2 separate regions of the Rattus norvegicus genome follow, and region 2 is linked to region 1. The links are chromatin contacts, called in public Hi-C maps. All regions are on one chromosome and are shown on one strand. The core of a region is the stretch at or near the end of the contact, and the rest is flanking DNA. Distances in the headings are between cores, read along the strand shown.

What was found. Hi-C and Micro-C count contacts between places; a contact is called where the count stands out from the background.
Region 2: a Hi-C map of the A7r5 cell line shows a contact between it and region 1, with 4 times the contacts expected there. The contact joins two enhancer-like sites. A contact is called at or near these places in 9 of 12 Hi-C or Micro-C datasets (the A7r5 cell line, the Rat2 cell line, Schwann cells and 6 more) and 1 of 1 datasets of contacts at active chromatin or transcription factors (oligodendrocytes).

Annotation. Positions count from the first base shown.
Region 1 is chr16:63,220,884-63,223,660 of GRCr8, forward strand. It overlaps LOC134482392 (a long non-coding RNA gene), which reads left to right. Exons shown (of 2, transcript XR_010058422.1): 2 at 455-1,541. Among named protein-coding and RNA genes, the nearest start is that of Lrpl1, 48 kb to the left of the region's middle. Within about 2 kb of position 1,273, at least 8 of the 93 cell types and tissues checked have an H3K27ac peak or open chromatin away from gene starts, as enhancers often do. A contact at or near this core is called in the A7r5 cell line, where this site is marked.
Region 2 is chr16:63,348,332-63,351,297 of GRCr8, forward strand. LOC134482393 (a long non-coding RNA gene) reads right to left here. Exons shown (of 2, transcript XR_010058425.1): 2 at 1,241-1,871. Among named protein-coding and RNA genes, the nearest start is that of Mfhas1, 13 kb to the left of the region's middle. Within about 2 kb of position 1,555, at least 15 of the 93 cell types and tissues checked have an H3K27ac peak or open chromatin away from gene starts, as enhancers often do. A contact at or near this core is called in the A7r5 cell line, where this site is marked.

The DNA.
Region 1 (2,777 bases), core at 23-2,522:
AACCAACATTTCGGCATCCATAACAGAAAGCTACCCAAGCTTGGCCCAGACACGTCACAAAGCTGGATGGACAGCTTCACGGGAACCCGGCCCTCTGCCTCCTTTGCCTGAAGGGCTGTTCTTTTATTTCTCAATAGATGCAGTCACACTTCCTATCATGATACTGGCACCTAAGCTCTTCCCCCATGCTGGTTTCTGCTGTCCTTCCTCTTTGCCACTGTTTCAAGACACCCCCCCCCCCAGCCACACACACTCCAGGTTCTGCAGCTCTTATTCCTCTCCTCAGCTTTCCTATTCTTTCCTTCTGACCAGATTCTACAAACGCTTTGAGCTCAGCCAAGGCCCTTCACAACGCCTTGCCAACTCTTCTGCTTACAACAAGCCGCTCTCGTCAGCGGTACCCATAGAACGCTGCTTTATCTGATGCTTCCAAATGTGTTCCCTTCTGAGCCAGGGTGGCGCAGTCGATAACAGATCAGAAGAGTTCCTGACCCTCTGAAGGAACCACGCCAAGCCTTTCAAGTGTTCACCAGGACTTTCTTTTCTGTCTACATCACCCAGCCAAGATACCAGCCCGCCCCTGAGCTCAGAAGATGTCTGTGGTATGAATGGATTCCAAGCAGATGACACAAAAATGAAGAAGATGGGAGAACGGTCGGGAGCCACCCTCTAGCAGACGATTACATTTATATGCATTAAAGATGGACTCTGTCTTATGTGTTAGCATAATGGCCTAATCATTTCCATCCAACAGTACAGATAGATGTGTGTTCTCATTGTCTTAAAAATAGGTCCATGATGACCGTGCAGGATTAATGGATGAAATGCAGGATTGGCGATTAAAACTGGGATTGTGGCTATAGTCAGCCTTGGGAACAAGGAACTCTCAAGAAGGAATATTCAAAACCTGACTCCCAAGATCCTGTAAACCAATTAAACAATAGCGAGATGAGCTTCGCTAGGACAAGGGAGACCCTGGCTGACATTTCCAAGCCAAGCCTGGAGATTGCTGTTTGTCCACCCTGAGAAGCTGAGGTGCTGCTCACAGTAGGGGGCAAAGAAAAAACTGCTTATGTGACACTCAAGTGCCCTCTGGCCCCACGTGTGGGAATTTCTTTTAAAGGTCTTAGTATATGGGACGACAGAATGGAAAGAGATCGATTATCTACTGCAAGCCTAATTATAGCTGCAACTGCGAGTGCGAAAGAAAGGGTCACGTGACACGTTCAACACACGAGCTTGGAGCAGGAACAGTTTCCAATGACAGCCACCAGGTGGCAGAACAGAACGCAAACCTCTCCGCAGTAGAGGTCAGCCCTCACTTCCTCTTAGGTGAGCCCTTTCTTTTAAGGGAAGACTCAGTGTTGACGCTATCACTAGAGATCCAGACTCTGCAGTCAGCATTCAGGACTTGAGTTTGTGTCCTGTTGATCCTGAGTCACACTCCGCGGGCCTCTGCAGGTTCTTCATGATCATTCCTTTTTCTGTCAAAAGGATGTAATAGAACCTAGTTTATACGGTTATTTCAAAGACTAAGAGAATTAACGCGCTGAAGTTGCCTTAATTGGTTATATCTGCCGGCTAATCTTTTTGTTTGTTTGGTTTGGTTTTGGTCTTATGAGACAGGGTTTCTCTGTGAAGCCCTGTCTATCCTGGAACTCACTCTGTAGACCAGGCTGGCCTCGAACTCAGAATCCACCTGCCTCTGCCTTCCAAATGCTGGGATTAAAGGTGTGCACTACCATATCTGTCAAGTAAGCCAGGTATTCCTACTACTAAAAGACAGCGGCTGAGACTGATGTCACAATGACACATAGGGCAGAGACGGATGTGAGTCAGTCTGAAGGCTGTCCATTTACGATCTTACTAGATTTTTACATTTGATTTTGCATCATGGTTTACATTTGTTTTCTGGGGATAAATAAAGATGAAACACAGTGTCAGATTATTTGGTACTGACAGAACCATAAACTTCTACTGTCACATGTTTCTTTTTCAATATTTGGAGAGTGGATTTAAAATTCCCAAGGTTCCTGTTTCCTAAAATGTTTTGTAAATATCAGGCATTCTGTCAGGCTTTGTCCAAAGGCGTGCTATTAACACAGAGACAGATCTTAAAGTGCCCGAGGCACAGATGACGCTCAGAAAATGGGTTCCTGTAACTTCCCAGTCTGACTTGTCAAACAAGGGATCAGGAATATTTCTCAGCATAGAATGGTCCAGCCTATGGAAATAAATTCAGGAAATGGTCTCACAGTGGCAGGAAGAAAGGAAAAGGGCAGAAAGTTACTAGTGGGCCTCATGAAACAAGGTGAAAGAAAAAAACGACTTTGAGACTCAAAAAGCCTGACAAATTAGGTATGGATTTTGATTGATGCCAATTCAAAATGCCTGCTGGCGTATCAGAAAAGCACTTTCTAGAAAATTTGGAGAAAGTCAGACTAGGATTGTGGCAAGTATGAAGGGTGAGTTTGCATCCCAGAGCCACATAAACCAGACATGGGGATACGGCCTGTGACCTTAGATCTTAAGAAGTAGAATCAAGAGGATCAGGAATTCAAGGATGTCCTTGGCTACTGTGTGTTTGAGGCCAACCTGGGCTACATAAGAAAGTGGTGAGAGATAGGAGACTGAATTAAGTACTATTCTGTCTTGAGACCAAAGGAAATACCAGCTCCCTCTAATCTCATGTCCCAGGGGCAGCAGGCACTGGAAAGTTGTGCACTTAGTCAGAGACGGCCAACCCATCTCAGCGCCCCACCCTTCAAGCTCAGAAT
Region 2 (2,966 bases), core at 305-2,804, 130 kb after region 1:
GAGGTGATTTCAAATTTCTCTGAGAAGACTGGAATTTTAGATACAGTGGCTAGCAGATACCTCAGTTTGATTACTTGGCTGGAACAACAGATACTCGTCAGGTACTAAAGAACAATTTGACATAGCCCTTCTTCCCTTGTTCTTGCAGTGTCTTATTGGTTCTTGAATGCTATTATATCATATAATTTACATTTTAAAACTACACTTGGAATCTTTAAATTTTTGTGTTGAGGATTCGGGCTTTATCCTAACATGAAATACGAATTTATTTGTTCTTTTTATGACTTTGGCAAACATTTGGATGTAAAAGCAGATAAGGAAAGTCAGGTTTTCTGTGCATCTAGACAGTATATTGAAGCTACCTGCAGCCTACAAGAATGACATCAGCACAGAGGGAAGCCACTCTACCAAGAAAGAAAATCAGGGCTGGTTATAGAGGCCATGCCTATAATCTCAGCACACTGCAAACAGGGCATGGCAATCACAGCAAGTTCCAGGTCAGTGAGAGCTAAAACAGGGACAGGAAGGAAGGACAGGCAGGCAGTTCATGGGGGTGGGGGTGGGGAGAAACGCAGATAAAGAACAGATAGAAAAGCAGTCAAAAATAGCATACAAAGAAATCATATTTCTCGTGTTTTCAATGTTTTTGCTTTTAGTCTTATATCCTAACTACATTCTATATTCTAAAATATTACAATAAACTGGGTCACAGAGGTGGCTCAGAGGGTAGAGGTGCCTTCTGTTGGGCCTGATAATGTGGGTTCAATACCAGAGACCCACATTGCTGAAAGAGAGTAGACACCCACAAGTTGTCTTCTGACCTATACAATGTCATTCTAGTGCCACTACCACCACCCATTACACACACACACACACACACACACACACAGACTCACACACACATACACAAACACACACACACAAACATACACACACACATACACACACACAGACACACACACAAACATACACACACACACTCTCACACACATACACACACACAAACTCTCACACACACAAACACACACACAAACTCACACACACATAAACACACACACATACACACACACAAAGACACACACAAACTCTCACACATACACACACAAACTCACACAAACTCACTCACACAAACTCACTCACACACACACACAAACATACACACATAAACACACACACAAACACACATACACATGTGTGTGAATATACACAAATGGAGGTAATAAAAATTACAACAAACCCCTCATTTTTAGACTACTTTTAAGTTGGGCTCTGTTCTCTAAGGCTCTAAGTTTCTTAGCCTCTGTTCTCTGAGGCTCAAAGGTCCTAGCAAATTTTGTCTGAAGGGGAGTGCAGGCTGTAGCCCATCAAATCAAATGGTTCTGCCAAAGCAGACTCAATGAGAAATGGGTCCTCTCCCAACCACACACAGTGTGCTAGAGTGCAGTCAGTTCTTACAGTCTTGGAACGAAGCGAAGTTAGGAGCAAAGACAGACTCCAGGCCAAGGTTGGCTCACCGGAAGTAGTCGGAAGAGAGCAGACGGAGGATGTGTCTGTGACTAAGAAGTTTGTCTGATCAGGAGCAGCAGTGTGAGGTTATTCCAGTTCAGTCTAGCCTCAGCCGAAGGGACACCGCTCAGGCATAGTATCCACCAGATCCGGCATCGTGATCCTTAAAATCTTAAAGTATGAGGCGCTGAAGAAAATGGTAAAATTCTGGCAACTAGAGTGGGAGTGTTTGAGAGAAACCAGATGCCTTCCAGCGCCCCAAGGCCTGCCTGTGGCTACTCCATTCCATTCATTCCTCAAGCCTGCTTGAGATGGAGGCTCTTGTGATGCATGACAGCTTGTGATACACACGAGGAAAATTTATACTGAAAATATAAGAAGAATTTATATTCAAAATATTTAATGACTATGAACCAAGTTTCAGAAGATAAATACTATAGCAGAAAAACCAGTATTACATTAGAAGAAAAGCAAATAAGTGATAAATATAAGGGAGAAGAGTTTAAAGCATCATACTTTGACTAATTACTTCCTTGCGTAATCTTAAAACAGATCGCTTTAGTTTGCTCTTTAGTTTCTTTGTAACATTAAGTCTGACAGGGAGTGTAAAGCATGTTTTGTTTCAAACACAGTGAGATGTTCAACTCTGTAGAGTTTGTGTAAACTCAGCGTTTGGTTGGTCTTTTGAGCCGTCCCTTGACGGCTCAGCAGCCATTTGTCGTGTGTGAACTAATCAAAGTGATGCAGATTCCAACAGAGCGCTCCCTGTCACTAGAGAAAGTGTCCTGAGACTTTAACTTGAACTTGCTATACAGCTGAGGTTTCCCTCTAGCTCTCCCTGTCAGATTGTCTGAAGGAAAGAGGCTTATTAAGCTCACAGTTCTGAGGGTCTAAGGGCACATAGCACTGAAATTGGCTTGGCTCTCCTGAGGACCCCACGGTGACTGGAATCACAGTGGCAGGAGAGCTTGCAGGATGAAGAGGTCACATACGTCAGATGGGAAGTCAGAGCAGCCAGGCAGTAGCAAGTTTTGGTCTTTCCTGTCTTCTGTCTTCCTTCCTTCCTTCCTTCCTTCCTTCCTTTTTTCTTTCTCTCTCTCTCTCTTTCTTTCTTTCTTTTCTCTTATACTAGAGGCTGAACTCAGGGTCTTACACACATACATATTTGTCAAGGTCTCTGTCACTAAGCTATATTCCTACTAGTGTGTGTGTGTGTGTGTGTGTTGTTGTTGTTGTTGTTGTTGTTGTTGTTGTTGTTATATCAATATGCTTACCCTTTGACAGAGCTGGGGACTTTGTTCAGCTAGTAGAATGCTTGCCTGACATGCACAAAGCCCTAGGATGGATCCCTGGCATACATGACATACACAAACGATGGTGTTGGCACATGTCTGTTATGCCACTACATGGGAAGTAGAAGCAGGAACATCAGGAGTTAAAAACCAAGTTCAAGGTCATCG